4 separate regions of the Mus musculus genome follow, and regions 2, 3 and 4 are each linked to region 1. A link is a contact called in public ChIA-PET, HiChIP or PLAC-seq and promoter capture Hi-C data. All regions are on one chromosome and are shown on one strand. Each heading gives the region's core, a stretch centred on a gene start, on an enhancer-like site or on the middle of the called end of the contact. The rest is flanking DNA. Distances are from core to core; before and after follow the strand shown.

Region 1 (7,912 bases), core at 3,393-5,892:
TGTGTGTGTGTGTGTGTGTGTGTGTGTGTGTGATTGTGGGATTTGTCTGAGAGATCTAGGTCCTTCCAGACACATAGTAGGCTCTCATTATGGATGGATAGATGATGGATGTATAGATAGATGGAGAGGTTAACTATAAGTCCATGACCATTTTAGGAGTAATGACAGCTTAGTGACCCAACTCTGACCATGTGTACAAGTGTACAAATGTGTGTGTATAGATGGAATTGTACCTCTGAATCTTCTAGACTACCATCTTCTATAAACATGAGTCCCTGGCATTTGAGTGGAGGTTAGACAGTGCAGCTTTGCCCTGAGTTCCTTAAACCTCTGACCTATCACCATGTGGGCTGATTTGCCCAGCCAAGGATGTCTATGGATTGTTAGTTCACTCATCTCTGCCTCTAGCAGGGCCTGATATCATTAAGCCTATGAGCCTGGCAGTGGTGGCACACACCTTTAATCTCAGCACTTAGGAGGCAGAGGTAGGTTCGATCTCTGAGTTCGAGGCCAGCCTGGTCTACAGAGTGAGTTCCAGGACAGCCAGGGCTACATAGAGAAACCCTGTCTCAAAAAACAAAAAACAAAAAAACAAAAACAAAAACAAAAAAAACAAGCAAACATATGGTCAGCCTCTTGAGGGTTGGGATTGATCCCTCAGGGTCCCCTGGATCTTGAACTTGGACACAAGATACTTCAATCTCAAACCCAGAATCTACTGACATGACTGAAGGCCAGCACAAAATAGCCCTCCAGACCAGGGAGCCACTGGAACTTGAATGAATTGAAGAATCCAATTTTCTTCTATCTCAGGACACTGAGGATCATGCAACTGATGGAGACCTTCCCATCCTAAAAACACCTGCCTCGGCCCAGCCTCCTGATACATTCAGGCTTCTTGGATTTCCAAGCCACAGCTATCCAGAGAGGCTAGGATGCTTATTCATTAGCCATTACTTAATACCTCCATGCTGAGCCCTCTGCACAGACTCACAGGCAGGGAAACCGGCAGAAATAGGTTTCTGCCCTTCCAGAGCCTTTATCCTGAGAGGCCAGGAGGGCAAGAAGTCACATAAGAATATTGTCTCTGTCTCTCAATATGCATTGGAGGAAATTGAAACCGGTAAAAATTCAAAGCTCTTGACTTCTACTCTAGGGCCTGCTGATTGCAACACCAAGATGCATGTGCAAATAGAGGCTGTCAGACACTCTCCAGGACACAACTGTTTCTGCTTTGAGTAAGGATTTCTAGCCTGATGCCACAAAGCCCTACCACACCCTGGCCTGGCTAGAGATGGCTGCTGAGGCAAACCTCCAAAACCAGGCCCCTTCTTATGGCTGAGGAACTGCCTGCCTTCCAAAGAAACAGTGGGGCTCTCCGGGGCAGCAGGACCTGGGATGTCTGCTGGCTCCAGAAAAGTCCCCAAGGGAAACAGGCTGGCCTGCAGCTTTGGCAATGTCTCAGAACTGAGGACAGTGGGAGATTCCCCCCACGGTGGGCTGCAGAATATATTCTGAAATCTAGGCTGTGAAAAGGGACCACAGGGGAGGGGGGAGGAGGGAAATCTATTTTTGTGAAAAGAAAGATTTTGCTATTTTTTTGTAAAATAAAAGATACAAACTAAAGCAACCACTGGTGGGAAGTGGTGTTCTGGGTGCCACACGTGTCTTGGTGGATTGTAGGAGAGACCGTTAGAGTGGGATTAAGACATTCTGTCCTAAGCTCCTGGACCATATGGGCACAGTCATGACTGACTAGCTACCCAGTGTGGGGACACCCAAGTTCTCCCAGGGCTCTGAGTCGTAGAGTAAGATAAGTCGAGAGCCTTGAGGATGTCGTAGGAGGGCAGTGCAGGGTGTGCCTCCAAGGTACTCATTCAAAGGAGGGAATTGTTCCTTGTTTTGACACTGGCAATGCTGGTTCATGTCAGGGTGGTTTGGAAGAACCGATGGCTAAAAGTGCAGTAGGAAATACAGCCCCAACCCCAACCACAGAACAAGGAGCCCCTCTCAGGACTCAAAGTAGGGGAGGTAGGGCAGGTTTCAATCCAGAGCATATTCCCCAGGAGACAGCTAGAACTCACTGCCCCTAAACCACAACCACTCAGACAGGAGTCAAAAGCAGCTTGGTTCTGAAGATTCAACAGAGGTCCTCTTATACCTTCAAAAGAGCCGGCAGGGACTCTACCTGAGAAGCTGAGGCCTGAGCTTCTAGCCTTCCCTCTATAAACCACTTTCTATTTTATGATCAGAAGTGGTAGACTACCAAGATGGCACAGTGGATAAAGGCACTTACTGCCCAACAATGTAAGCGTGATGACCTAGGTTCAATTCTCAAGACCCACATAAAGGCAAAAGAAGAGACGCCACTTGGAATGGGGTCCCACTCATGTCACATACACAGTAGTAATGATTTTTTTTGAGACAGGGTCTCGTTATGTAGTGCTGGCTACCTTGGAACTCACCCTGTAGACTAGGATGGCCTCAAATTCACAGGGATCCACCTTTCTCTGTCTCCTGAGTGCTGTGGTTAAAGGTGTGCACCTCCACACCTGGCAGAAGTATCATTTTAAAATAGAAGTAGGGGTGAGGGTCTGACCTCTAAGCTCCTTCATCCTCACCCTGTGAATGGACATGATAATAATCCAGCTAATACTCAACATGTCTCAAGTGATTGACACAAGTCTTTAGCCAGCTGCCTGGCTCTCCTTCCACCCACCCCACCCCCAGTATCTGCTCTAGAATCTGGAAGGTTTTCCATTTTGCTGTTCCTTCTAATGCCCAGAGCCCAGTGTTCTAAAAGAGTGTTTTCAAACCCATTACAAATCATTATCTCTTCAGTCACTGGACAGTCCAGCTGTTAGAAAGTCCATGTACGTTGTGGAAGAGTTAAATTTATCTCAAATTTGAGATGTCTGGAAATATGTTAGGAAGGACATATGCACAGACAGACACACACACACTTGCTTGGAGAGTCTGAGAAGGATGCTTAGAGGACAAAGAGGGAGAGCTTTGACCTTAGTAATGAGAAATAAGAAGACTCTCACCTAAACAGGCAAAACCTAACAAAAGCAACTTACCTGGGAAGCCAGGGCTTAGTTGTCTTGTTGGCTCAGGATCTGCATCCATTGAGGGGACAGGGAACAGGGAATAAGCTGTCACCTCCACCCTGGGGCAGAACATCCCACACTGACTAATGATGCTGGATGAACTCAGCGTTCATGAGCCCTGTGGCCCTTTTATATGTTCGTGGCTACCACAGTATGGAACTATGGAATGCGGTCAAATAGGCCAGAGGAAGGTCTGAGTTCTACATGGTTTGCCCTCCTTCCTGGGAGCACCCTAGAGCCTTTATCCAATGTTAATTAACCATCATGGTTGCCATGGGGAGGTGGGTAGTAATTTTGAGAATCTGGATCCCAATCTATGCTTGAGTGACCCTGGACTGGTTGGCTATCAAGGGTTGGGGAATAGACTAGAAAGGGCAGTGAAGACACGAAGTTTGGTGGGCCTGGAAGGTTATAAGTTGAAAGAGATTGCAATATCCAGCCTTTGAAGGGGACTCAAATTTGGAAAGGAAGTAAATACAAATGCTTGGGAAAAAGACGTCCCTTTCCAGTCTTCATCTAGATTTGAAATCTAGCAAAGTCTTGAATACTTCCACTTCCTTCCCTCATATAGTTGAACACATAGGCCAGAAGAGGGAATAAATGTGTTTTAGAGGAGTGATGGGAAACGGAGATGCTCTTTAAGCCCCTTACTCTCCAGACCCTAACAACAATACTGAATGGGATAGGGAAGTTTACTTCACCACACAAAAGAAAACTGCGTCAGAACCTGAACTGAAACCAAGCACCCCGTCTTCCCGTCTCAGGCATCTGCAGCCTGTGGAAGTGAGGCAAGGAGGCTGGTTGGGGTACTACTCTAATTAGTACACAGAGGGGAGAGGGGGAGAGGGGGGAGGGGGGAGGGGGAGAGAAGAGAGAGAGAGAGAGAGAGAGAGAGAGAGAGAGAGAGAGAGAGAGAGAGAGCAGAGAGGAGAGAGAGCAGAGAGGAGAGAGAAAAAGAAATAGATCTTTAAGAACATTTGTTTTAGCTGTTGTTTTAGCTGCTGTAGTGGCACACACCTTTAATACTAGCACTCAGAAGGCAGAGGCAGGTAGATCTCTTTAAGTTTGAGGCCAGCCAGGGTTACATAGTGAGACTATTTAGAAAAACAACAATTTAAAAAATTTAATTACCGGAAGTAATGAACTTCTGTATACGCAGACCTTTATAGAAATTTTACAGTCATGCCCGGTGGTGTGCGTCTGTAATCAGAGAACTCTGGAGACTGAGTCAGAAGAAAAACGAGTTTGAAGTCAAGTCTGGAGTATACAAAAGGCCTTGTCTCAAAAATAAACTTTACTTAACAGAGCTGCCCTCAGGTTTACAAGAACTCCGTTCTGGCTCGCAGAAGTAACTATTTGCACCTGCAGCGTCTTCCACTTTCCGCTTGTAAAAGAAACCCGCAACAACCAGAGGACGCTCTGATATGCCACGCCTGCGCAGTGAACTGGCCTTGCTTCTCGCCACGTGTGGCCCTCGGGGCGCAGGCGTGACTCCTCCCCCTCACGCCTCCTTCTGCTCGGGCCCTCCCCCTGAGTTTAGCTCCGCCTCTTCCGCGTTCTCGACGGAGACCTGCAGGTGGGGGTGCTCGCGGCCGTTCCCGCGGTGGTCAACTAAGGTAAAAGTGAGCCAGCGAGGAGTCCCTCGGCGGGGAAACGGGGCCGGGGTCTGGGGTGCGGCGCTGCAGTCGCCCGGGAGGGGCAGACAGGGCCTTCTGAGCAGCTCGAGGTTAAGACCCGGTTCTTCTGCGGAGGAGCAGCCGAAGGGGACATCCTTTTAGAACTGTCCTCAAAGCTGCTTCCCTGCCCAGACCGCAGCGCATAAGATCCTCTTTCGGACTCTCAGCCCGTGCTTATGGACAGGCTTGGGTTGTGACAGGTCCGGAGCCGGTGGGTACGGGCTGTCGAGGAGGAGCTCAGCCTATAAGGAGTTTGAGCCTCAGACCAAACAAGGATACACTCAAGACTGACAGGGCTCAAGACAGTTCACTGGCATGAGCACATTATAAAATATGTGTACTTCGTTGTGTTAAATTGGCGGTTTCCACTTATTTTGCAATATAGTATACAAATGATTCTGCCACACTTTTTTCAACAGAGAGGTGGGAGTGTGGGTAGGATGCAGTCTCTTTCCTATAGCTGTAGGACTGTGGACCATCAGAAGCTAGGTAAGAGGGTGGGAGTGCTTGACTTTGGGGGTGAGCTATGCTTTCCCCTCTCCTAGGAAGCATCCTAGAACAACTCATTTTTCTCTCTTAGAGCTTTTTAAAACGAATATAATAATGTCACTGTGAGGGTTAAGTATGCTTATATGTAAATTGCCCACATGCAATGGTACTGATACATACGATTGTGATTTCCAGGAAAGAGTGTTTTGATCTGGCATATTTCAGGGAGGCCCTGGGGGGAGAAGCTGATGTAACCTGAGCCTTGGAGCCTCTGGGATTTACACGTGGAATTGACCTTGCAGTATGAGGAGGGAGCTCAAACTTGTTGACCACAGGCCTTGTGCCAAGAACCAGCTGAGTGGTTGATGTATAATGTTTCCCTGGATCCCCAGCCATCAGAGAGCTGCTGCCCACTGTCCCTAGCTTCGGGCCTTCTAAAGGGCCTGGGCTGGAAGTACTGTGAAGAATAGACACGGAGTCAGGATTGTGTATAGAAGTGAACTAGCAAAATAAATAAATAAATAAAATAAAAAACAAAAAACAAACAAACAAACAAACAAAAAAAACAAGCTGGGCGTGGTGGCACATGCCTTTAATCCCAGCATTCAGGAGGCAGAGGCAGGCAGATTTCTGAGTTCGAGGCCAGTCTGGTCTACAGAGTGAGTTCCAGGACAGCCAGGGCTACACAGAGAAACCCTGTCTCGAAAACCAAAAAAAAAGTGAACTAGCCAGGAAGTTTGGAGCCCCTTCGGAGCATCTGTTCCCACCTCAGTGTTCCTCTTTCTATAATCCAGGGTCTTTGGCTTGCATAGGAGTGTCATTTCTCTAGTGCAGATTTGGCAGTCAGAGGGCCTGGCACCAGCCAACCCAACCATGGAGAGAGAAGTTCTGAGAAGAAGCTGGCAAATTGCAGCACATGTTTAGCTAGGTCTCCTGTTGTGTGGTCTGTAGTTATTCAATAATATGGCACCTTCTGCAGCTTCTTCACGGGTGCTCACACCACATCTTTGGTGACGCGTCTCATCCTCCTGCTGGTTAGATGCTCCCAATCCAGTCTCCTGTAGCAGAGACTGAGCTTCCTATAGACGTCTTAGCAAAGTCTGTCTTGGGGTACATCACTCATATGTACCCCGACTACAGTTGGTGGCAAGGAGCCAAGTCTATGTCACACCTGCTCTTCATGGTACAGGACTGGCACATAGTAGGTCTCTGTAATGCTTGTGGTCAAATGAGTCAGTGCCTTTTTTTTTTTTTATCCCTCTTTGGTCTTTGTTTTACAAGCCATCAAGATTAGAAGGAGACCTCATGTTTTCCTTCATGGCTAAGGAGGGCCCTGGTTAGATGGATGTTGCCCTACTTACAGGCACCAGAGGCACAAAGGTGCAGGAATTCTTCATGAACCAAGATTCTTCACTGCTGTTATTGATTTCAGGCCCTGGCCTTGCTGTTGGTGAGTTTAGTTACAAGAGAAGTCGTGCAGTGTTCAGGGACCTGTATAGTCTGTGATATAGTTCAGGTACGAGAAAGCTCACAGGTGGCTGACTAATCAATTGTTCTGCCTTTGGCCTTGGTAAACAGTAGTCTCTTCCATGTGGGACCAGCAGCTACAAATTCACATTTTTCCTTGCCAACAGCCCCAACATATGGAATAGAAAGTTCTTTGTGTGTGTGTGTGTGTGTGTGTGTGTGTGAAGGCAGAAAGCATAGGAACCATCTAGTTACACTACCTTTATCTTGTGGATAGGGAAAGACTCAAGCAAGATTTCACAAGGACTCAGTCAAGGATAGAGAGTTCTGGAAGTGATATGCCCAGACACTTGTTTTTTCTAATTCTACTCTAGTGAATTAGTTAATTTGAGACAGCCCTGAACCTTGTCTCTCTGACTGATCTGGAATTCAGGATGTGCACAGGCTGGTCTTACACTCAGATCCACCTACCTCTGCCTCCCACATGTTGGGGCTAAGGTATGCCACACCACATCTGACCTTATTTGTATTTTTTAATTGTGTACATGTACACATGAATATAGGTTCCCAGGAAGATCATAAGAGGGTGTTAAATTCTCTGAAGCTGAAATTTCAGGTCATTTTGAGCCATTTACCATGAATGTTGGGAACTGAACTCAGGTCCTTTGCAAGAGTAGCACATGCCCTTAACTACTGAGCCATCTTTCTGGTTCTCTACAAAATTTTTAAAAAAGAAAGAAAGAAGAAAGAACTTAAATGAATTGATTTTAATTCTTTGAGATGGACTCTGTGATACCCAGGCTGGCATCAATTGCTAAGTCAAGTTCGTACCCTGCTTATGAGGGCTCCCAAGGAGTTCTACACGGTTGGTGAAGCTAACATTTATGACATACTTACTATGGACTGAGCTATAGTTTTGTTTCTTTTTTTTTAAAGATGTATTTATTTATGTGAGTACATGTTGCTCTCTGCAGACACACCAGAAGAGGGCATCAGATCCCATTACAGATGGTTGTGAGCACCATGTGGTTGCTGGGAATCGAACTCAGGACCTCTGGAAGAGCAGTCAGTGCTCTTAACCTCTGAGCCATCTCTCTGGCCCTGGACTATAGTTTTAAGTACCTTAAACTGTTATGGACTTGGAAACCAATGCAGATAGGAACCCTTTCC
Region 2 (7,912 bases), core at 2,858-5,357, 850 kb after region 1:
TTTTCTTTGCATATATAACGTGTTTCCATATATATATACATACATACGTATATATGGTCCCATGTGGATATAGCTTATTCTATAGCTTCTGTCTACCTAGCTCGTGGAAGGCTCGTTCAATCTGTAGTATCAAAATAAAAATTAGGGGGCTGGAGAAATGGCTTAGGAGTTAAGAACACTGACTGATCTTCTATCCTGAGTTCAATTCCCAGTCAACCACATGGTGGCTCACAACCATCTGTAATTGGATCTGATGCCCTCTTCTGGTGTGTGTCTGAAGAGAGCAGCGGTGTACTAACATATATAAAATGAATAAATCTTTAAAAGGGGGGGAGGGGATCTGAAGTGATGGCTCAATGGTTAAGAGCAGTGATTGCTCTTCCAGAGGTCCTGAGTTCAAATCCCAGCAACCACATGGTGCCTCACAATCATCTGTAATGGGGGGGGGAGGCAATGTCCTCTTCTAGTGTGTCTGAAGATAGCGACAGTGTACTTATATAAATAATAAATAAGTAAACCTTTTTTAAAAAGGGGGAAGGGTTTACAGTATATATGTGTGTGTGTGTGTATACACACATATGTGTATATATATATATATATACATATATATGTATATATATATTTGTATATATATATACACATATATACGTATATATATATATATATATATATATATATATATATATATACTGTTTATATATATAATTAGAAAAAGTGTGGCCGGGCCAGTGGTGGCGTATGCCTTTAATCCCAGCACTTGGGAGGCAGAGACAGGTGGATTTCTGAATTCAAGGCCAGCCTGGTCTACAAAGTGAGTTCCAGGACAGCCAGGACTATACAGAGAAACCCTGTCTCGAAAAATCAAAAAAAAAAAAAAAAAAAAAAAAAAAAGAAAGAAAGAAAGAAAGAAAGAAAAGAAAAGAAAAGAAAAAGTGTGAAATCTGTCATTATAATCCATAGCAGTAATCTCAGCATTTTGGAGGCTAAGTCACAGGGACTGTCCTGAGTTCAAGCCAGCCTAGGCTATATAGTGAGACTCAGACTTGGTTTACAAAACCAAAGGCTAGGCACAATGGCTCAGCAGGTGAAGGAGCTTGAGGCCAAGCCTGATGACCTGAGTTCCATCCCCAGGAACCACAGGGTGGGAGGAGAAAACTGATGTCTGAAAGCTGTCCTCTGGCCCACCTTGCTCTCACAAGAAAGAAATGAATAATGACAACCATTTACCCTCAGGGTGGGAAGGAAAAAGGAGAAAAAGAAACAATAAGGCTCGAGAGAGGTGCAATGGGTACAAGTGCTGGATGAATATGAAGACTTGGCTTTGGATTCCAGCAACATCGGGAGAGAGGGCTGTAGCTGCATAGCTGGCTATAAAACCTCAGGGCTGTGTGGGTCGAGACAGGAGCATCTCCACCAGCTCTGCTTCATGTTCATGCTTCTTTATAGAGACACAACCAACATCTGCCTCTGGTCTCTGCTCAAGTGTACAGGTACATGACTCTGAGAACACACTTGAATATATATACACATGAGCATACACATTTATATCATGCTCATATACACACACACACACACCAAAAAGTAACTGAACAACAACAACAAAAAACTACTGTTGTCAAGAGAATTGATAAATGCATAAAAGGCCAGATGCTCAGGCAGCATGACATAGCATTTCCCCATTTCTATCCTGGTGCAAGAGCCGTGGGAAGTAGTGGGGTTAACTCCTCCACCAACTGGAAATGAATAATGTGAAATAACCTCATGCTGAGAAGGAAAATGAAAGACACTTCTGTAATAAAGGATGATACATACCCAAAACTTCAGATACTCAGCTAGCATGACATAGCTTTTCCCCCATTTTTTTTATCCTATTATGTTACTAATAAGAGTTAAGAGAAGTCTTGAAAATAAAAGTGTCAGAGGTTTGGCATCACGTGCCTTTAATCCCAGCACTTAGGAGGCAGAAACAGTTGATCTATGAGTTTAAGGCCAGCCTGGTCTAAGGAGTGAGGTCCAGGACAGCAAGCACCATACAGAGAAACCCTGTCTCAAAAAACCACACATGCATGCACACACTCACACACAGTCATTGTTCCTTCTATGTGACCTTACAAAAAATATAATCCTACTAAGACTTGTCTTTTCTTGCCTATACAATAGAATAATTCTAACATCTTTCTTCGGGAGTGGGGATGACAATTTGAGGCAGGGTTTATCTGTGTAGCCCTGGCTGTCCTAGAACTCGTTTTGTAGACCAACCTGGTCTCGAACTCAAGAGATTCCACTTGCCTCTGCCTCTCAAGAGCTAGAATTAAAGGCATGCATCAACAAGTCTGGCTAACTCTAGATCTTAACGTACATAACTAGTGTTTGTTAGCATAATACCTAAATTTGATGTGGTGGTAGGTGTTTTGTTCTGTTTTGTTTTTGAGACAAGTATCTCCTTTATTGTCTTGGCGACTCAGCCTCTCGAGTGATAAGATTATAGCCGTGCACCCGTAAACCTGGTCCATAGTACTTAGTTCTTACTGTGTAATAGAGATGTGAACTATCATTTCTGTTGTAACTTTTTCATCTCCCTCACTTAAAGCTCAGAACTGCTTTCAAGGCTATCTATTCAAACCAGGAAAACCAATTCCACTTAATTGCAGAGAGGATAAGCCTGTAGACTCAGATAAGCATTACTTCCTGGAAAGCTGTCCCTGACCTGAGTTTATTGATTAGTCCCTTTAACAGAGTTACCAGCTTTCATTTGTCCCTTGACTTGACCATTATGCCTAAACCTCTACGGCCTAATAAAATCTTCTAACTGTTGTGTTTCCATGTCTGCCCCATCCTTATAGCATGACTTTCTAGAGGGTAAAGTTTGGATTATATCCATCTCTGGGTTCCTAAATCACACAAAGCATGTGATATGAAATGGGAACTCTGAGCTTTGTATCTATCCGGCTTCCCCTCCCCTCCCCCAAGGTCTCTATGTTGTCCTTGCTGTCCTGGAACTTGCTATGTAGACCAGGATGGACTAAAAAACACAGAGGTTCTCTTGCCTCTACCTTCCCAGTGCTGGCCATCAAGCCTGACCCCTCTTTAACTCTCTTGACTTTTTTTTTTTTTTTTTTTTTGGAGGCAGGATTTCTCTGTGTAGCTCTGGCTTTCCTGGAACTCGCATTGAATTGAGACCAGGCTGGCCTCGAACTCAGAGCTCCATTAGTCTCTGCCTCTAGAGTGCTAAGAAGATGTGCCATCACTGCCTGGCTTGGAACAGTGACTTTTAACTCAGGAAATTGACCACAGAGCCCCAGTTTTTAAAACCACAAATCAGTTTAGTGACAGGCTGAGATTCAGAAAGATTTAAGAATAATGCAAGAAATGGGTGTGAAACAGAAAAGCAGTATCCAGTAATCAGAGACCAATGGAGGCTGCCCTCAGTGGTGAGGGTTAATGAGGACCAGACTAGAACAGGAGTTTTGTTTTTGTTCTTAACGATTTATTTCTTTTCATTTTCTGTGCATTGGTGTTTTGCTTGCATGTATGTGTGAGGGTGTTGGATCCTCTAGAACTGGATCTACACAGTTATGAGCTGCCATGTGGGTGCTGGAAATTGAGGCTGGGTCCTCTGGTAGTGCAGCCAGGGCTTATAACGGCTGAGCCAGCTTTTCCAGCCCTAGAATAGGTTTGTGAGGCTGGGGTGCGACTGAGAAATATTTGGGTGCACAGTTTCCCCTGAACGTGGTTTAATTTTAGACGTGGCCTTCCAAGAGCAGTAAAACAGACCCTTCTTCTAGTTTGGGTCTTGATTGCACAGCACACAGTGGTCCTGGGAATAAAGAGAGGCACGGATTACCCGGGTACCCCGATTAAACGAGGAAATGACTCAAAGGGCAGTGCTTTTCTACCTCTGGGAACAGCATCACTGAAAGTGTGAGCGTTTCCCCCTGGAGACCCCCTCCACTCCAGGCCCATCCAGGGAAAGCGCTGAGTCATCCCCCGTAGGCCGGCCAGGGTGGGGCGGGGCTCAGCCAGGTCCCCCTCTTCCCGCACCCCCGGCCCGTGAGAATCTCGCGAGAACTTTGTAGGCTATAAAAGCAGCTCCCCGCGCGCGCTGTCGGGCGACCTCTTCCTGCGTTCTCACGGCTCTTTCTGTTTGTGAGACCTGTGGCTCGACCCTGGTGAGTGTGCGGGTATCGCCGCTGAGAAACGCGGCTCGCGCCCATCACTGGTTCCTTCTCCCTCTGGCCGGTCCCGGCTCGTCCCGGGCGATCACGGGCTGAAGCGGCAGGGCGAGGCCTGGTCCCGCGAGTGCTGGAGCTCTACTCGCATTCTTCACGTGGCGCTTAGTTCCCGGACCTGTTGGAACCCTGAGGCTAACGTTCAGTTTCCTCCTCTCCCGCTCACCGATAGAGGGCGGAGATGGCTTGGTGGGACGAGTTTGTGCTGGAACTTACCGCGCGCACTGGGCTGTGTCGTTGTGTTTTCTGATGTGCTATAGTGGGTGATGGCGTGAGTGGTAGGAACGTAACCTCCAGCGAGCTTGGGGCGTGACCTTCTCCGGCGTTCTAGTCCGATTCCTACGGAGACTTCTCAGCGGCCGGAAGTCGCTTTTCCGGGATTGGTTGAGTTTGGAAATGCTGGGCCACGTTGCAAAGCAAGTTTGATTAAAAGATGGTTTATGTTAGGGGGCACACCAGATAGGTAGTTGCTATGCTGCAGGTGCAGCATGTCCCTGAAAAAAAACAGTTAAAAGTTTTTTAAAGTTTGCGATGAAAGATGCTTTTTTTCTTGGCGTTTCTTTTGGTTATTGGTATTATGAACCAAGAAATTTGGAACTTGGATTCCAACTTGCACTCATACTGAGAGGCGTAAATTTTCTTTTAGATTGTGGGTTTTTTTTTAATGTGTATGTCTACCTGTGTGGTAAACACCCCCCCCCCCCCGAGCTAGTTACAGGTGGTTGTGAACCCATCCTAAGTGGGTGGAGGAATCTGAACCAGGACTTTTCCGGAAAGGAGCAGTGTAGGCTCTTAAATTGTTGCGCCATCGCTGAAGCTCCTAATGTTGTACATCTTAACAATTTATTTGTCTTGGTGTTGACCTGGGTCGATAGTGCAGAAATCGGTTTCTTAGCAGTACATTGACTCTTTTTGTATTTTTCTTAGAGTATCTTGGAAATAGGTTGGCCTCTAATTTGGCTAGCCTTGAACTCCTGAATCTTAAGCTTCTACTTCCCAAGTGTTGAGATTACACATCCCAAGTTTTTTTCTTTTAAACATTTGTGTGTGTGAACCTTGTAGAAGTCGGCTTTCCATCCTTATGGGCATTCTGGAGATGGAACTACGGTCATCAGATAGCAATTACCTTAACCTGCGTAACCTCCCTCATACAGAAATTGAGACAAGTGTTCCCTCGGTTCAGTATCCTCCTCCCTCAGCATGCAGAGTGCTGGGATGATGCTCCACTGTCCCTGGGTTAAACCTAAAGAACGTTTTAAGACACGGTTACTAAATCTAGGTTGGCCTCAAACAAGTTATGCAGAGAAAACTTAAGCTTAAACAGAACACCTAAAGATCTGAAGCAATAAATGCCAGTGTCCTGGCATTGATGTGCTTGGGATTTTTGTGTCTGTTCCATTTCCTTCCCGTTTCTCCCTAATGAATATGCAGAATAAAATGCCATTGCAAAAACTGGCTTAGAAAGGGTGGGAGAGCTGACCTATTTAGACACACTGTGGAGCTGTTAGCAAGTGAAAACAAAGGCTGATTTTTCAGTCTCAATTTTACCCTGGAGTTGGAGCTTTGGGTTGGGACCCTTAACTGTGAGCCTGTGTTCTGATTGAGCTACAGTTAAGTTCCTAGGTAGGTGAAAGCTGTTGCTTATTTAGAAGAATAGGGTTTACTTTTTTTTGTTGTCTTTTCCAGCTGATAGCAAGATGTCTTCAGGAAATGCAAAAATTGGGTATCCTGCTCCCAACTTCAAAGCTACAGCTGTTATGCCAGATGGACAATTCAAAGATATCAGCCTAAGTGAATACAAAGGTAAGATTAAAGAGGCCACTTCACATGTCTTTAGGTTGAAGTGAAGTCAAGGTTAGGACAGTGATAACAAGGGTAGATATCCTAGGTATGAGTCATTTCTAGAGAAAGTATGCTTTATTATACCTTAACATTTATCTGATTACCTTTTTTAGTGGCATTTATTTATTGGGGGAATTCTTTTTTTTTTTTTTTTAAGTTTTATTTATTTATTATATATAAGTACACTGTAGCTGTCTTCAGACACTCCAGAAGAGGGAGTCAGATCTCGTTACGGATGTAGTTGCTTGCTGGGATTTGAACTCTGGACCTTTGGAAGAGCAGTCGGTGCTCTTAAGGGCTGAGCCATCTCTCTAGCCCTTTCCCTTTTCTTTTTTCACTGTAATTAAAAAAGTTTTCTTTAAGATAGGATCTTTATGTAGTTCTGGCTGTCCTGAAGCTCACTATGTAGATCAGGCTGGCCTTGAACTCAAAGACATCCTCCTGCCTCTACCTCCCTAGTGCTAAGATTAAAGCTTGCACAATCTTGTCCCCCTTTGTTTTGGTCAGTTCTTGCTCGCTCTCATCATTTGTTTATTTGAGCTGTCTTACTATCTATTCCCTTGGCTTTCTAAATATGTAGACCATGGTTGTATCTAACTCCTAGAGATAGATACAACCTGCCTTTGCTTTTCCCTTCCTCTTTTTTTTGTTTTGTTTTTTGAGACAGGGTTTCTCTGTATAGCTCTGGCTGTCCTGGAACTCACTTTGTAGACCAGGCTGGCCTCGAACTCAGAAATCTGCCTGCCTCTGCGTCCCGAGTGCTGGGATTAAAGGCATGTGCCACCACGCTTGGTGTTAAAACATTTTTTAATCTTATGTGTATGGTGGGTTTTTTTCTTTTCCTGAATGTGTGTCTGAGCATCATGTACATATGGTACATGAGGAGGGCATTGGATCCCCTGGGACTGGAATGTAGATGTTTTTGAGCCTCCATATTTCTACTGGGTCCTCTAAAAGAGCAGCCATTATGATTAATTGCCAAGCCAACTTTTCAGTCACCTTCAGCTCATTTTTTTTAAAAAAACTACATTTGGTCTTACAAATCAAGTCTTTGGAGCTGTGGCTTTGCTTTTGCTCAAAGGGAAGACTTGACACTCCAATTACCTTTTGTTTTTACCATAGTTTCATGCAGATACTTGGTAGGTTCTGTTGATGGTTTACCTTCTCTCCTTTTAAAAAATTTAGCTCCTAGCTAGGTGTAGTGAATGGAGTGGTGTAGCAGGTGGATTTCGGGTCAGCTAAAGCTGCATGGTGGGACCCTGTCTGGAAAAAAGAAAAAGAAAAAAGCAAAACAATTCGAGGCCAGCCTGGTCTACAGAGTGAGTTCCAGGGCTATACAGAGGAACCCTGTCTCAGGAAACCGGAAAAAAAAAAAAAAAGGCAAAACAAATCTATCAATTATATCTGATCATTTCTGTTTTTGTTTTGTTTTTTGAGGCAAGGTTTCTTTCTCTATGTAATCTTGACTGTCCTGGAACTTGGTCTGCTTGTGTGCATAGGTGTTGGAACTCCTGAGACTGTACTTACAGATGGTTGTAGATGTTTAGATTTTAACCAGAGTTCTTGGCAAGAGCAGCAATATACCTGTAAATGCTGAGGTATCTCTCTAGTCTGCATTCTTTCTCCCTTGCCTTGCCATCTCAGGGTAATTAGGTCTTTTGAGACCATTGCGACTATAGATTTCTTAGGTACAAGCTGCAAACTCTGGTTTTAAATGTACCTTCTTTAGTGGTATATGAGTTTCTGGAGATAGCTTTTGAGTAAAATATTCAGTTAGATTTCCTGACATCACACTTTGTAGTTGGGATGAGAACAGATGCTGTGGGTTGTATGGAGAAGAT
Region 3 (7,912 bases), core at 2,505-5,004, 780 kb before region 1:
TTCCTGGGAAGCACACCCAGTTAGCTCACATACAATATAGTTAGCCCATATAACCAAGCGAAGGCAGCACAGCTGGACTTTCATCAAATGTCACAGAGGAACAGACAGGTGTAACTAATACTCCATCTCCAGTATTGGTCCTGAAATCTAGGAGGGGCAGAACTCAAAACAGGTGCTACTCTTTGGAATCAGCCCTTGACTGAGTCTCAGTCTGTGACCGGGTTCAGAGCTACTGGAAGGTCAATGCAGTTTGGGATGCTTAGTGGGGTCTATGGAATGGAAATTGAACAAGAGAGTTCAGATAGGTGCTGGCGTTACTCTAGCTATAAGTTTGATCAAGTTACATCTCTTTGCCCCCTACTTTCCTTTAACATTCTTAATTTCTGTATGGCAACCAGACAAATGCCTATGATATCTTATTAGCTCCCTACCACCCACTTTTTATATTATTTCTCATGTATATGAAACTTTGGCATTTAAAATATTATTATTATTCATTTAGGCTTTTTGAGAAAGGGTTTCTCTGTGTAGTCTTGGCTGTCCTGAAACTCCATATGTAGATTAGGCTGGCCTCTAACTCAAAGGATCTGCCTGCCTGCCTCAATGAGAGCTGGGATTAAAGGTATGTGCGTTTATTCTTTGAGTATTTTATAAAATGAATTTTGATCATATTCACCTCCTATTACCCCTCATCTCCTCCTATCCTGATGTCTTTTTTTTTTTTTTTTTAAATCTACAGAGAGGCTAGAGAGATGGCTCAGTGGTTAAGAGCATTGGTTGCTCTTCTGGAGGACCTGGATTTGATTTCCAGTGTCTATATGGTAGCTCACAAACTCCTGTTTCAGAGGAGCTAATGTGTCTGCCTTCTTCTAGTCTCTGGATACAGTACATAGACATTAATACAGGCAAAACCAGGGACCACACCCTTAAAAATGATTCCCCTTCTCAAGAAGTGTTCAACTGTCAATAGCTCTTCAGTTAGCGGTGAAGGCTCATGAACACCCCCACACACACACACACACACACATACACCTACCTTCTGGCTAGAATCTTGACTGGCTTGATCCTGAGCAGGCAACCACAGCTGTGAGTTGGTCCTTTTCTGACCAGAAGGTAGTCACTCTGGTCTTCCTTAACTGCTCTTACTATCTTTTTCTTCTTTTCTTCTCTTCTGCTTCAAGGCAGGGTTTCACTATGAACCCGTGGCTGGTGGCTGACCTGGCTCTCTATACCAGGCTGTCTTTGAATTCGTGGGTGTCCACCTCCCTCTGCCTCCCAAACACCACCATGTGTCCACCATGGTCTCACTCACATAGCCCAAACTGGCCAAGAATTCTGCTATTTTTGCCCTTATCTTTTGGATTACAACAGCCAGTTTCCACCATCATAGAAAGAAAAACCCAGATACTCCTCAGCCCATTGGGTTCCTACAATGTACCTATGGGCTTCAATGTCAAACTTCTTTCAAATCAGGCTTCTGTCCCTCACTAGAAATTTAATATTGAGTTATTGACACAGCCCTGTCACCCCCTCCCCCCACTGTTTTCTCACCTATAAATTAGGAATAATAAAAGCACCAATGGGGAGAAGTTGGATGAAGGGGGAAAAGTATCACTAAAGCACACTATTATTCAAAGGTGCCCTAATGATATCCAATTGTATGGTATTTAAAAAATAAAAAATAAAAGCATTACGAAACCGGGTGTGGTGGTGCATGCCTTTAATCCCAGCATTCCAGAGGCAGAGACAGGTGGATCCCTAAGTTCGAAGACAGCCTGGTCTACAGAAAGAGTTCCAGGACAGCCAAGGCTACACAGACAAACCCTATCTCAAACAAAACAACAAAAACCAAAAAGAGAAAGAAAAGAGCTAATTTAGAATTTTCTCATTTATACACCTGCTTATTTTTATTTTTGCAGTGCTGAGAATTGAGTCCTTGGCCTTGCACAAGATTGGCAAGCCCTCAAACTCCAGTCCTTAGGGATATTTAAGGAAAATCAAACTGTATAGTGCAAAGAAACAATGTACTAAGATTAAAGAGTGTGTTAAGGAACATGGGGGCTTGGGGATGGGTGGGGGGGTGTTCTGCTTTCATCCTGAAACCAAGCTTAAGGGGCATTTTCATCTCTCTATTGATATCTGTTCTGTCCCCCTATAGAGTCTTTTATCTTTGAGCAATTCCAGTTTTAGAGCGGTCAGGGGCCTGTGCTGATGAGGGTCAGCGAGGAACTGGGTGTTGAGATACGGAAAAAGGAGAAACAGACACTCTGGCTTTGGAGAAGACAGGAGAAAGAATGAAGAAGGGAGGGTTGGTTGGGAATGGGTCGGGAGACACGGTGGTCTTAAGAGGCTAGACAACGGCCAAAGCCGCTGAACGAGCATCTGGGAGGCGGAGATCCGAGTCGGGTTGTTTGTAGGGAGCGGGAATCCCGAGGGGCCAGGGGTGGGGAACGGGCGGAACCCGCCGGGTCCCAACGTGAGCGCTCAGCCCTCTCCTCTGCGCATTCCTGGGCCATCCCAGCGCCGCAACCCGTCCCCGCTCCCTCCGGAGAAATTGCCAAATTAAAATGAATCATTTGGCCCATAATGGCCGAGGCGCTTATCGGGGGCGGGCGGGCCCGAGGCGGCTCCTTATCTCGGCGGCGCACACGGCCGGCGCTAACGAGGCCGCGGGCGGGAGCGGGATTAGAGCGCGCGGCGAGGCGCGGGCGGGGGCTGCCCAACATGGCCACGCACACCCCCAAGGCGCAAAACGTGAGCGTCCCGGCCTTCTTCCCAGGGCCGGGAGACAGTCGCCTCCCGTGGAATTGCCCGTCCGTTTCCTCCGTCTTTCCCCATGCGCACTCCAGCCTCGGCTCCCTCTCCCCCGTCTCTTCCCGGGGGGCACTTTCCACGACGCCCCTCCGCTGCCCCTCCCGCCGGGGAGACTCTCTTCCTTCCTTCCCCTTTTCCCCTTGCGCAATAGACAGAAAAGCGCAAGGCGCTGGCGGCTTCCATTGCTTCTGGGCGGTGTGTGCGGGCGGCCGGGTTGAGAGTGCTTGCGTGAGCGGCAGGCTGCGGTGGCTACTCCCCGCGTGGGCTTTTGGCGATAGGTCGTGTGCGGGAGTGTGAAACCCTGCGCTGTCTGGGTGTGGAGATTCCGACCTCTCTGCGTTTTATTCGTTGTATGTAAATTGCCCTGTTTCTTTTCTCCACAAGGTCGGTCTGGTGTATCGCAGTGTGTGGCCTTGGACAAAGTGTTAGGCTGGTTTCGTTATGTCGGGCGGGTGTGATCCTCACCCTGTGAGGTTGTGTGTCTGTGAGCGTTTGCGTGTGACTGATGTCGCTGTGTCATGTTGGACAGTATGCCGGTCTGCCTACACCGGCTTGTGGGACAGAGCTAGCTCGTGTTCATCTGCTTCCCTCCTCTGGGCCTGGACCATGTGTGGTCCTGTCCAACAAGAGTCCTATGCCTGTGTGCCTGTGTCCTTTAGAGGTGCGTTTGCAAATCGCTGGGGGCGGGAGTGGGGGGAGGGCGAGCGAGAGATCGAGGCGCTGGTGGGGGCGTCAGCATGGGGGCGGGGAGTGGGATTTCACATTTTATTCCAAATTATGATGTATTCGGGAGCCAGTGTTGGCTCGGATGGGCGGACAGAGCCCAGTGGGCGGCAGCTCTGTCCGGAGGCTGTCTGTGCCTTGGTGTTGCGGGGGTCCCCTGGTGTGTGCGGGGGGAATCTTCTAATCTGGAAGATGAGCCGCGCTCGCTGAGGCCAGCGTCTTCCCGCCCGCAGCGCCAGGCCTGGATTCGCGCTGCCCCTGGGTTTCGCCTATTTCTGGTCAGTTTCGCGGGTGCGTCCGCGGTGGTTGGGAGAGGCTGGGAAAGACAATGGGCACATTTTCCAGGTCTGGTGCCAGGGGTGGGGGTCCTCGGGATCGTCCCGGGGGACATTTTCTCAGTCCCTTTCCCATCCCGGTCCAGTCAGACCCCCTAGCAGGTTAGCTGCCCTTGGAGTCCACTTACGTTGGAAGGACCGCTTCAGGGCCACCTTAGCTGGACAAGAAGGATCGCGTTTTCCCCTTTTACTGCGATTGTTAATACCTTCGTCATCATCACCATCACCCTTAATATCCGCTTTTAATTAAAACAATCGAACAAAAAGCTCACCAGTTCTACCCTTTAGCTTCTTTGGAGGGAGAACAAAGCAGTCCTGTCCTGTCTTAGGCCCCTCCCTAGCTGCTTTTTTTTTTTTTCCCCTAACTTGCCAGGTTTGGGGTAGGGAAAGAAAATGAAGAGGTAGTCAGAATAAAGAGTCACTCCATAAAACAAACATTAGCCTCAAGTAACAACGGGAACGAGTGTATTCCCCGCGTCTCCCCTCCTCTTCCCTCCTTCTCTGGATTAGCAAGGAGAAAGAAAACCTCCCGCACTGAATTGAAAGCCAGGGAGGAGGCAGTTCTGAGCTTCCGCCAAAGCCGCAGCGGAGAGAAGGAAGCCTTCGCAATTAACCCAAGACTTCGATGTGCCATTGGGCGGTGGACATCTCAGGCAAAACAATTAAAAAAAAAAAAGGAGGCGAAAAATAAAAGCAAACGAAATCCAGCTACCGCTCTTGGAAGTGGCGTCGGTCTGCTTTGGCCCGTCTTTCCTTTTGCTTTGTTTATCGCTGCGAAACAGTATAAGAGGTGTAAGAGTTAACTCTCATCTACTGCCAGTCAAAACCCCGAAAGTCGAAAATCTTTTGCAAAGGTGGTGGAAGAAATGGTGAAATACCTTCCTTTATATCTCTGCATCCATTAGAAAGAAAACAAGGGACCCAGCTAAAACAGATAGAGCTCTCTCTCTCTCCCTTTCATCCCTGCAAGGGAAATAGGATCTTTGGAAACAGGTTCTGCCTTGTCCTGGGCAGGAACTTGAAAGATGGGGTCATGAGGAGTATGGGACCAGGGCTCCCAGGTTCTGACCCAGCAGCCAGGGCCTGAAAACTCTTGGGTTTTTGTTGTTGTTGTTGTTGTTGTTTTTGTTTTTGTTTTTGTTTTTCCATCCCGTTCTCTCCACCCTCGTCAAATAGAGAATTACATCTTCCTGCTCTGGCTAAGCCTGGGCTAAGGTTGTGGGGGCAACCCGCATAGAGACGTCCATGCTTAGAAAACAAATTCGGCCATACTGAATTAGACAGATCCGTTAGAGGGTTCGAACACGTTCTGGGCAGCCTGCCGGAGAGGCTGTTGTTGTTGGACTAAGTAGTTATTCCTGATTGGTCAGGTGTAAGGTTCTTCTTCTTTTTCTTTTTTTAATTCGGGATGTGTTTGGGGGAGGGTGGGCTCCAAACACCTGCAAGTTGGAGGCGGAAAGCCATTTGCTATTCTTTGGGATGGCGGGGCACACGAGGTAATTCCCAGTCATTGACCCCCCATTTTCTCTCTCGCCCTCCCTCTTTCTCTCCACCCCCATCTTTCCTGGAAACTCGCTTTGGGCGCGGCAGACCGCGCAGGACCTCACGGCAAGCTAAGTAACTGCTGGTCTCTCAGCGAGAGCCGGGAAACCCAGCTTCGGGGTCCTACCTCGACCCCTCTCCAGCGGAGGAGTGGAGGTCCTAACCAGCCGAGTAGGTCTCTCTAAATATGCCCCAGGTTAGTTGCGGCCTGGAGTCTGGGGTGGGGTGGGTGGAGGAAGGGGGGTAATGTCTGTGGAAACAACAGTATTCTGGGTTGTGAACTGGGGGGCGGGGGGGGGGAGACGACTTAGAACTGAGAAGATTGGTGGGGGTGGGGGTGGGGGTGGGAGAACCAACCTAGACTAAGAACCCGGGATCTGACTGCCACTAAGCTGCCTCAGGCCTCCAGCAGGGCTCTTTCCTTTTTCCGGCCTTGGATAAAACAAGCTGGTTGGATTATGTCCTCCAGGCCGCTCCCATGGTCCCGGTTCCGAGCACATTTCACAAGGCCGGTAACTTTATTGTGGCTATATCCGGATGGCGCAGGAGCTCCAGGCACGAATAAAAGCAGCCAAAGCCACCCTACTAAGGCCTAAGGCCTAAGAAGCTGTGCTGGAACGCATTTCCACTCGAGTGGTGGCAGAGATAGTGCATTGCTCACTGGCGGATTAGGTTTTGGTGCAGGCTTTGTGTTTCTCCACTGTGTCTTGCGCATATGAGTGTGGAGGGATGGGAGGCCAGCCAAGTCTAAGGCCAACACTATTTCTTTTAAAAATAAGTGGATTAAAAAAAATCTCCAAGCTATGATTTGGGGCATTAGGAGTTGCTGGAGAAGATGCAGTGCCTCCCAGAAAGGAGCTTTCTGGTTCCCCTTTTCAGGTGTATTGTCACCTGCTGGCTGGGGCAACTGGAAGGTGAAGATGAGGTTGAGGCTGTAACCTGGGTCTCGGGAAGCACAAAGAGCTGGGATGGTCGAGTGCTCCTGTCTAGCCTGAGCCCCCTCCCTTTCCCATTCTCCCTTAATAAAAACAATTGCATAAAAGCTGTTAGTGTTAACCCCTGGGCTGCTGTGCGGGTGGGGGTGGGGTTGTGTGTGATCCTGGTCTTAGGAGGTTTACCTGAGGTCCAGGAGCTGAGCATGGAGAATTCTACTGGAAGCCTTGGATATTTATAGCATCTGGAGGGTCAACTCATCTAGAATATGTGTCCCCTTTGGCCATTGGGAACCTGATTCAGTCATTGCAGCAGAATTGATCAGGGAGTCAGAGGGGAGCTCTGGCTCAGTTACTGTAGTGTATGTTTGTCATTTAGAAGCTGGGACTAAAACAACTGGTCATTGAAAGCACACAGATGGTGTGCCTCAAGGTAGGAGGACAGCGTCTCTGGCTTGTGTATTTCACCAGAAGCTGGTTTATTTCTGATGCACTTCACTAGCAGGGAGGGAAGTCAGGATGGCTACTATACTTCTGGTTCATTTCCGGTGGTTGAGGTATTCTCTGTATATAGACCTTTTGTCTCCACTCTAATTGTGAATTCAATCTCAGTGAAGCATTACAGACCCATATTGGCTTTGCAGCTTGTGTGTAACAAGTGTTGGGAGATTTGTTGTTTCCTGACTGGGCTAATCCCCGAACATCCAGTGTTGCCTGAATTGCAATCCTTGGTTCCCATTTTGTGTCTGGCTGTACACCTGAGTTTTGGAGAAGGATGAAGAAGGTCCAATTTCCTTTTCGTAAGAGGAGGGAATCAGTTTCCCAGATAACTCTGGTCCAGAGCAGTGTAGTGGCCAAAAAGGTCCTCTATGTGTGCTCCATGTCGGTGGTTAGTGTCACATTTTTGTATTGATTTTCTGTTTTAAAACACCCCATTTTGGGCTAGTGAATTGACTCAGTGGGTTAAATTGTTGCTGTTGATCCCGACAGCTTTAGTTTGATCCCCAAGGCCCAGGTGAAAGGAAATCACTACTTCATGAAAATTGTCCTCTAACTTCAACATTTATGACTGTGGCATATGTACCTTTATATACAAATAAATAAATGGTAAAGTAATAAAAATTACAATACAACAAAATAACCCAATTATCTAATCTTGGGAGCAGCAATGTGATTTATAAAGCCTATTAAGGTGGTTATATATGTGTCTATACTGTGTGTATATGCACATAATACACACACACACATATGAGTATATATATGAGATAGGATCATGTGTAGCCCAGGCTAACTTCAAACTCAGGATTCTTTAACCCCCTTCTCAGGGCTGCATTTATAAGCATGTGCCCCCACAACTGATGAGTTCATTGTATTTCTATTTTTAAAATTAAAACAACTCACAAGTATCATCCAACTTTGGAGTCTTATAGATTGTGTGTCTGGCCTGTTGCTGGGTCAGATGCCATCTGAACGAAGCCAGGTGATGCAAGAACTCTCAAACTGATGGGAAATAGAGTGGATATGCTCATCTGGGGAGTATGGTTGGAGCCTAGGAATTTTCTGGGC
Region 4 (7,912 bases), core at 2,968-5,467, 670 kb after region 1:
AGACCTCAAGTCCCAAAGGTTCTACAGTCTCTGAAAACAGCACCATTGTCTGGGGACGAAACATCAAACATGTTGTACAGTACTATCCTCCAAGTGGAACAGCTACTATCTTACAATACCAGTTGTGTCCAAGTGGGGAAAAAAGAAAAGAAAGAGAAAGAAAAGACATGGAGGAATTCTCTGGAGAGAACCATCTTACCATCTCTTCCAACAAACCAGTAAACAACACCCTGCCATGGCCTCTGCATCAGCTCCTGCCTCAAGGTTTCTGCCCTGCTGGAGTTCCTGCCCTCACCGCCTTTGATGAACTGTTATATGGAACTGTGAGTGAAATAAACCCTTCCTTTCCCAATTTGGTTTTGGTCATGGTGCTTCACTGAAGAAACAGTAGCCCCAAGACAATAAGTTTCCTGAAGGAAAATCTGGTTGAGAACGTGTGGCGATAGCTCTGGGAGAGACACCATAATTTAAATGAGATTAACAGGATGTTCTCACTGCAAAGGTGAAATCTGAAGAAACAGATCTGAAGAGAACCAAAGGATAGATTGCAAAAGAACAGTCTAGAGTGCAAGATGCCAAACGGGAGTATGCTTGCTCATAGCACAGGGAAAAAATACCAACAAGAAAGCTAGAAAGGCCTGGGCAGAATGAAGGCAGGGGAGAAAGAGCCACAGATGCAAGCATAGGGAGTGATAGGGGAGGGGCCCTACAGAGCCTTAAACATCTGTTTTAGGCTTTATTTACTCGCTACTTACATACTTTTGTATGACCGATTTGACTATATGTATGTATGTGCATGATGTGTGTTCTTGTTGGATCCCCTGAATGTGGGGTTACAGATGGCTATGAAGCACCGTGTGGACGTGAGGAATTGAACCTAGGTCTTCTGCAAGATAGCTCTTTTTTTTTTTTTTTTCTTTTTAGGTTTCTCTAGACAGTGTTTCTCTGTCCAACAGCCTGGCTGTCCTGAAGCTTGCTTTGTAGACCAGGCTAGCCTCAAACACACAGTGATCCACCTGCTTCTGCCTCCGGAATGCTGATCTCTCTCTGGCTTCCCCCCCCCCCCCCAGAGTCTGTTTTTCACTGGGAGAAAGTGACTTTTGCTCTAAATGAAATGGAAAATTCTGAGCACAGGAATAACATAATCTAGCATTAAAAGATACAGCAGCTTTTATTGAGCTATAATTCACATGCCATAACATTTACTCTCTTATGGTAGGCATACAATCCAGTGATTTTTTTTTAACTCTGCTTATGTAGTCTTACAACTGTCACCACTACCTAATTTTAGAATGTCTTCACTATACCAAAAGAAGTCACTATACTCTTTAGAAGTCACTCTTTTGCTCAGTCCTTTATAACTGCAAATTTAATGTCTGTTTCTGTCCATTTGCCAAGTCTAAATATTTCATAGAAATGTAATTATGCAATGTATGTTTTTTCATGTTGGGCTTCTCATAGCGCATAAAGTTTTCATACATATTGTAGCATGTACCAGTCCTCCCTCCTTTTTTTTAATTTGACAAACCCTACTAGAAGAAAAAAACGTTGCAAATAAGCATCACATATTAGAATCAACCAGACCCAGAGCCCAATACCTCAATGACTTCCCTACGGTTAGAGACACCTTCCTGTGGCTGGGGAGCTTCGCATGGAGTTGACACTTGCACTATCGAATGTATGTTTCTGCTGCCATCGTCTGCCAAAGATGAAAAAAAAATCCACTGCAGAATTAGAACTAGGAAAACAACTAGCTTTGTGTCCTCTGGAGTAACTCATGATCACTGAGTCCTTCCTTATCCCCTGATCCTTAGTGTCTTTATTCTCTTGTCTATATATTTATACTGTATCCCTACATACAGTTTTTACATATAAGATAAATTGTTGGCTAGATTCTGCACATGAGGGAAAACATATTCCTTTCTGAGATTGCGTGACATTGCTTAATATTATACACTCTAAATCTATCCATTTCCTGCAAATTTTGTAATTGCATTCTTCTTTAGAGCTGAATAAGATTCCATTTTATGTATATAGAAATTTTTCATTATTCATTCATCTGTTGACCCTCAAGGTTGGTTCTGGCATTTTTTTCTCTAGTAAATAGAGCACAACTTTATCTTTTATTGTCAAATCATTCTCTGTTTTATGCACACACATTTGTTCCCATTTAGTTCATTCATTCATCAGTTGATAGTCATTGAGGCTATTCCCATGTGGTGGCTATGAATAATGGTGATCAACTTATACCATTCTTATAAACAAGTTTTTGCATGATCATCTGTTTTCATTTCTCTAGGATATATATCTGCAGGGATTCAGTTATTAGATTGCATGGTAACTTTATATTTAACCCTTTGAGGAGCTGCCAGAGAATTTACATAGTAACTGCACCATTTTAGAATCTCATCAGGCATTGTAGGAATGTTGTATTTTCTAAGAACCTGGAATATCTAAATAAATGTGTTAAAAGAGACAAAAGTGCCTTGGTATCACTAAAATGTAATGTTTTGGTATTTTTCTTCTAAATTATTTTTAGATTTATTTATTTTATGTGTATAAGTACACTGTAACTGTACAGATGGTTGTGAGCCTTCATGTGGTTGTTGGGAATTGAATCTTAGGACCTCTGCTCACTCCAGTCAACCCTGCTTGGTCAGTCCCTGCTCTCTCCAGCCCAAAGATTTATTTATTATTATACATAAGTACACTGTGGCTGTCTTCAGACACACCAGAAGAGGGCGTCAGATCTCATTAGAGGTGGTTGTGAGTCACCATGTGGTTGCTGGGATTTGAACTCAGGACCCACTGAGCCATCTCGGCAGCCCTCTAAATTTTTATTCTTATTTTATGAGCATTGGTGTTTTGCCTGCTTGTATGTCTGTGTGAGGCTGTGTGATCCTCTGGAACTGGTGTGAGCTGCCGTGTAGTTGCTGAGAACTAACCCAGTTCCTCTAGAAGAGCAGCCAGTGCTCTTAATCGTTTGAGCCATCTCTCTTTTTTTTCTTCCACCATAAAATAGCTTAGTCAATAGAAAATCTTCATGGAACTAGCCTTCCAGTATTGGTCAGTGATTGCTGAGCCTTGCACCAGACAGGGGTCCAGTAATTCCTTTTACTCTTTTCTAAATTTCTGCCACTTTTTGCAGATTTTTTTTTGCACTTTTCATAATGAAATGTAAAGTAGAAATTGAAGATGTGGAGTAAATGTAAGCATAGTCTTGTGAAATTTTTGTCTTAGCTATACATCTGAATATGCAAATACATGGTATGTGTTTGATGTAAAATATTTTTGTACACTATGGGTCAGGAACATAAAGTTTGAGGGTTGGAGAGATGATGTGGCTAAGAGAGCACACTACTTGTTATTTTTGAGAAAGGGTCTCTCTACATAGCCCCAGCTATCCTGAAATTCACTAAGTAGACTGGACTGGCCAGGTACACAACAGAAATCCTCCTGTCTCTGCCTTCCCAGTGCTGGGATGATAGATGTGCACCACAACTCCTGGCAAAGAGTCCACTTCCCTCAAGGAGGACCTGAGCTGTTCCCAGCCTGTAATTCCAGCATCAGGGGGAACTACCACCATCTTCTGACCTTCATGGGCACAGCCTTTACATATACAAACCTATGGTTAGAGGCACACATTTAAAAAATAAAATCTCAGTCGGGCATGGTGGTGCACACCTTTAATCCCAGAATTGGGAAGCAGCGGCAGGTGTATCTCTAAATTCGAGGCCAGCCTGGTCTACAGAGTGAGTTGTAGGACAGCTAGGCCTACACGGAAAACCCTGGGGTGGGGCGGGGAGACTATAAAAAAGTTTGGACGTTGCTAATGCACCAGGACACATTATGATGCTCTACACTGAAAAAGAAGTGGGCATTTTGATTCTTGACTTCAAAGTAGGCAGGAGTGTATCAAAATTGAGGTTCAGGAAATGATCTAAGGAAGGTGGTAGAGAAGCACGGTGCACGTGATTTTCCTCGACGCTGAGATCAGTACCTGGCCTGGGACACTTGAAGAATTGAAGATGTGCATGGAGCGGAATAGGGAAGTCCACTAGCCCAAGGCAGGGGAGAGGTTTTTAAGAACCTGCCTCCGCGGCCAGCAAGCGGCTACCCAGGTTTACCCAGCGACGCCGGTGGCTGTGAGGAGGCGGGGCCAGAAGCGGAGCACGCGCAGTAGAAGGTTCCCGCATCAGCGCCGAAGCTGCGCCTTCAGCACTCGCAGTCACCTGTCACCAAAGACTGTCCCCGCCCCCTCCGCTGCCTGCCTGCGCGCGCAGAGCACCGGAGGGCGCCGGCGGGAAGGGACGCGGCGGGTAAGCGAGGCCTGCGTGCGGTCTGTGTTTCTCACAGGGTTGGGAACTTCCTCATGTCCAGCTCTCCAGACCGGGAAGAGCGAGTGATTGGAGCTTTGGAACGCACCGTTCCTCCGCTTTCGTCCTGTCGCCTCCGGAGGCGCTCTGACCGTCCGTGTGTTTTTAGCGTCCCGGAGCTTCCCAGTCTCACGGCGCCTTGGCCTCTGCTCTCCCAGCACCCACTGGGGAAACCGAAGGCCGGACCCTGTCCCTGACTTCTGCCGGCTCCAGTCTGAAATTCCTTACCGGCTCCAGTCTGAAATTCCTTACCGGCTCGCGCTGTCAGTAGCACAGAGTTGGTTTTCTTCCTCTAGTGTCTACCAGTTTAGGCAGAGTTCTAGTTACAGCCTCCAACTCAAGCACAAAGAGTCTCAGTTGTTTTGATGCTCAGCTGGAGCTCTGGCCCTCTAACTGAATTAACTTTCAGATGCTCTTCAGCGGGAAATCCAGGCCATCAAAGCATAGGTCCTCTTTAGTCCCTCCGATTATCTCCATCGTTAGCCAGTAAACTGTATGGAAGCATAGTTCTTAGCTCCCTATGCACTAATCCCAGGTCTTCACTTTTCATGTTTGTACGAACAAGCATTTCCCAAGCCACAGTTTAGGATGAGGTGCTCCACTGGCAGTGGAATGCCATCAACATTTACTGAGAAGGATGACAACAAACATTCTGGCTCTCTACTGTCAAAGTGAATATTAAGTGAATTGTTTGTTGTAACAGGAGGCATTTGACTTGTGGCTGTGCTTTAATACCTTGAGTAAGAGAGAAATGGAGGTAGCCTAGAATCACACCGCGAGGGTTCAGAATCTGCTGCCAGGGAGAATACAGAGCAGCAACAAGTCTGACAGCCACGCCATGTATAATAACATCTATAGGTCGAATTTCCACATAGAGGGAAATAGATTGTATTTATGTGCCACTTGTTTGTAAGATGCATTGTGTGCATGCTGAAGTAAATTTTAGCGGCTTCCTTTAAAACTCCCAAAATTAGTGTCTATATAGTCATGATTATCAGATTATTATTATGACAAGGTCTTACTATGCAGTCTTGGCTGGCTTGGAGCTAAGAGATCTGCCTGCCTCTGCACCACCACACCCACCTTCAGATCATTTTTACTGATAATTTTGACTGAATGCTATATACTGAATTTTTTAAAAATATCAGCTTACAACAGTTCTGTCATTTTGATTACTGGTTTTCTTTGGTGCCTGAATTACAAAACCTTAATCATTTTACATTTCCTCTGCTTCATCGTCGATCTTATATTGCAAGGACTTGTGGTTTCTTCAGTAACTTGAATTTATCCCTTTGATTCTCATAGCAAGTTGCCATGTTTCTTAGCTTCAACTTTTTTTTGGGAAATAAGAAATAATGAAAGTGTTGGATTTTTGTTATCTTCTATTTCATGCCTACTTGAAGAACCCAAGCGTTCTGAAATGACTGTTGACATGTTTGTTTTTGTTAAACCTGCAAAGACTCAGATCCCAGTTTCTGTAGCTGGGTTCCATTCTCTACAACCTAGTCTGATAACTTCTGTGGAATAGAATATGGCAGGAGCAACCCCAGGCATAGATGAAATAAACCCAAGACTGTTGGTATACTAATGCTGGGGAAACTTTAGTAGTTTCCTTCTCTGTGGCTTTAGAGATTATATTTTCTTCTCATAAAAATTATAATTGAGAGTGAGGCATGGTTGTTTAATCTCAACACTCAGAAGGCAGAGGCAGATAGATCTTCTTGAATTTGAGGGCAACTTGGTCTACATGGTGAGTTCCAGTCTGGCTAAGGCTGTATAGTGGTACCATGTCTTAAAAAAACAAAAGCAAACAAACAAGCCAAAAACTACTATTGGCATAAATTTGTGAAGAAGCTAGCAATTGAGGCAGATAATGGTGGCACGTGCCTGCAATCCCAGCAGTGATGGAAGGCAGAAGGATCATTACAAGTTTAAGACCATTATCTCAAAACAGAACCCCAAGCCTTTCATTATTTATTTCACAAACATTCGAAATGCTGATTTATGTTAGAGACTGATGCTGTAGCAGTAGGCGCTAGTTCCTTCCATAAAGGAACAATTTTTCAGTAACTGTGTGTGCATGTATGAGCTTGGATAGATGTGGTTGAATGTGATATAGACTATACCGTAGGTAAGGTTAGAGTGGCCAACAAGTCTCGAGGAGAAAGAAGAAAAGGTGTGGAAACAAAGATCCACAAAGGCTCTCTATGTTAAAGGAAACATACAGGTGGAAAGATTTTTGGGTTTTTTTTTTTTTTTTTTTTTTTTTGGTTTTTCGAGACAGGGTTTCTCTGTATAGCTCTGGCTGTCCTGGAATTCACTTTGTAGACCAGCCTGGCCTCGAACTCAGAAATCCACCTGCCTCTGCCTCCCAAGTGCTGGGATTAAAGGCGTGCACCACCACGCCCAGCCCAGATGGGAAGATTTTAACCAGACATTTGGGCTGGTCACAGTTGATTTTTAGAAGTTCATCCTGCCTAAGATGTCTCCCTCCTAACTGTAGTGATACAACTCTTTTCTGCCTTTACACCTTATTTTCTTTATCTAAGGAGGGTTTCTGGCCGTTCTTCATACCTTACTGCTGTTTATCTTTTAGTGCTCATTTCTTCTGTGGAGCTTCCTTTGGCTTATTATTGATTATTTCTTCTACTATCCAAGAGCATATTAGAAGTCCTACCATGTAGTGTGGCCCTTATTTGTTTGGTGTGTGTTCTATGATCCTAGATAAATTATAGAGAACGTTTCGTCTATGTGTGAAGAGAAACTATATTAACAAAGAGAGACGTTGTGTACTCTTTGTGCTTTGTTTCTCAGGACAGAAGCAGATAATGGGCAACAGTGTCTTTCATTAATCTGTGATCACCATGTCTAAGGAGGAGTGCCCCAAGGCTGCTGACAATTCATTCTCCTCTGACAAACATGCCCAGCTCATCTTGGCGCAGATGAACAAAATGAGAAGTGGACAGCATTTCTGTGATGTGCAGCTCCAGGTGGGGAAGGAAACCTTCCAAGTCCATCGGCTGGTCCTGGCCGCCAGCAGTCCGTACTTTGCAGCTTTGTTCACTGGAGGAATGAAAGAGTCTTCAAAAGATGTTGTACAGATTCTAGGAGTTGAAGCTGGAATCTTTCAGTTACTTCTAGATTTCATTTATACAGGTATATCCATGTATTGGTTTTCTGTTGCTGTGATAAAATATCATGACCAAAATAACTTATCTAATCTTATTTATTTTTAAAGTTGTACTTATTTTTTTATGTGAATGGGTGTTTTTTTTAAAGGACTTATTTATTTTATGTATGTAAGTACACTGTAGCTGTACACAGTACAGATGAGCCTTCATGTAGTAGTTGGGAATTCAATTTTAAGACCTCTGCTTGTTTCGGTTGGCTCCGCTCGCTCGCTCTGGTCAACCCCGCTTGCTCCATCCCAAAGATTTATTTATTATTAAGTATAGTGTAGCTGACTTCAGTCACCCCAGAAGGGGGCGTCAGATCTCATTATGGATGGTTGTGAGCCACCAAGTAGTTGCTGGGAT

What was found. Promoter capture Hi-C pulls out the DNA fragments that hold promoters and counts their contacts. ChIA-PET counts read pairs in DNA pulled down with a chosen protein or histone mark. HiChIP or PLAC-seq counts read pairs in DNA pulled down with a chosen protein or histone mark.
Region 2: a promoter capture Hi-C map of liver shows a contact between it and region 1, with 4 times the contacts expected there. The contact joins the promoter of Prdx1 here to the promoter of Mknk1 in region 1. A contact is called at or near these places in 1 of 39 promoter capture datasets (liver) and 1 of 115 datasets of contacts at active chromatin or transcription factors (memory CD8 T cells).
Region 3: an H3K27ac HiChIP or PLAC-seq map of microglia shows a contact between it and region 1, with 7 times the contacts expected there. The contact joins the promoter of Tal1 here to the promoter of Mknk1 in region 1. A contact is called at or near these places in 7 of 39 promoter capture datasets (the HPC-7 cell line, cranial neural crest, embryonic stem cells and 2 more), 1 of 484 Hi-C or Micro-C datasets (embryonic stem cells), 9 of 115 datasets of contacts at active chromatin or transcription factors (bone marrow-derived macrophages, cardiomyocytes, embryonic stem cells and 4 more) and 2 of 9 other capture datasets (adipose tissue and embryonic stem cells).
Region 4: an RNA polymerase II ChIA-PET map of memory CD8 T cells shows a contact between it and region 1, with 12 read pairs. The contact joins the promoter of Ipp here to the promoter of Mknk1 in region 1. A contact is called at or near these places in 1 of 39 promoter capture datasets (erythroid cells) and 1 of 115 datasets of contacts at active chromatin or transcription factors (memory CD8 T cells).

The regions. Positions count from the first base shown.
Region 1 is chr4:115,834,556-115,842,467 of GRCm38.p6, forward strand. It overlaps Mknk1 (MAP kinase-interacting serine/threonine kinase 1), which reads left to right and starts at 4,643. Exons shown (of 13, transcript NM_021461.5): 1 at 4,643-4,726. Mob3c (MOB kinase activator 3C) reads left to right here. Exons shown (of 4, transcript NM_175308.5): 4 at 1-1,630.
Region 2 is chr4:116,681,492-116,689,403 of GRCm38.p6, forward strand. Prdx1 (peroxiredoxin 1) reads left to right here and starts at 4,108. Exons shown (of 6, transcript NM_011034.4): 1 at 4,108-4,169; 2 at 5,916-6,032. The coding sequence starts at 5,927. It overlaps AV051173 (expressed sequence AV051173), which reads right to left and starts at 4,531. Exons shown (of 3, transcript NR_040442.1): 1 at 4,446-4,531; 2 at 4,154-4,347; 3 at 3,471-3,817.
Region 3 is chr4:115,054,057-115,061,968 of GRCm38.p6, forward strand. Tal1 (T cell acute lymphocytic leukemia 1) reads left to right here and starts at 3,755. Exons shown (of 5, transcript NM_001287388.1): 1 at 3,755-3,815; 2 at 5,463-5,610. It overlaps Gm33786 (a long non-coding RNA gene), which reads right to left and starts at 5,254. Exons shown (of 2, transcript XR_376559.3): 1 at 4,001-5,254; 2 at 3,566-3,853. Gm52674 (a long non-coding RNA gene) reads right to left here and starts at 1,525. Exons shown (of 3, transcript XR_003955097.1): 1 at 1,037-1,525.
Region 4 is chr4:116,503,332-116,511,243 of GRCm38.p6, forward strand. It overlaps Ipp (IAP promoted placental gene), which reads left to right and starts at 4,218. Exons shown (of 9, transcript NM_008389.3): 1 at 4,218-4,319; 2 at 7,191-7,532. The coding sequence starts at 7,241.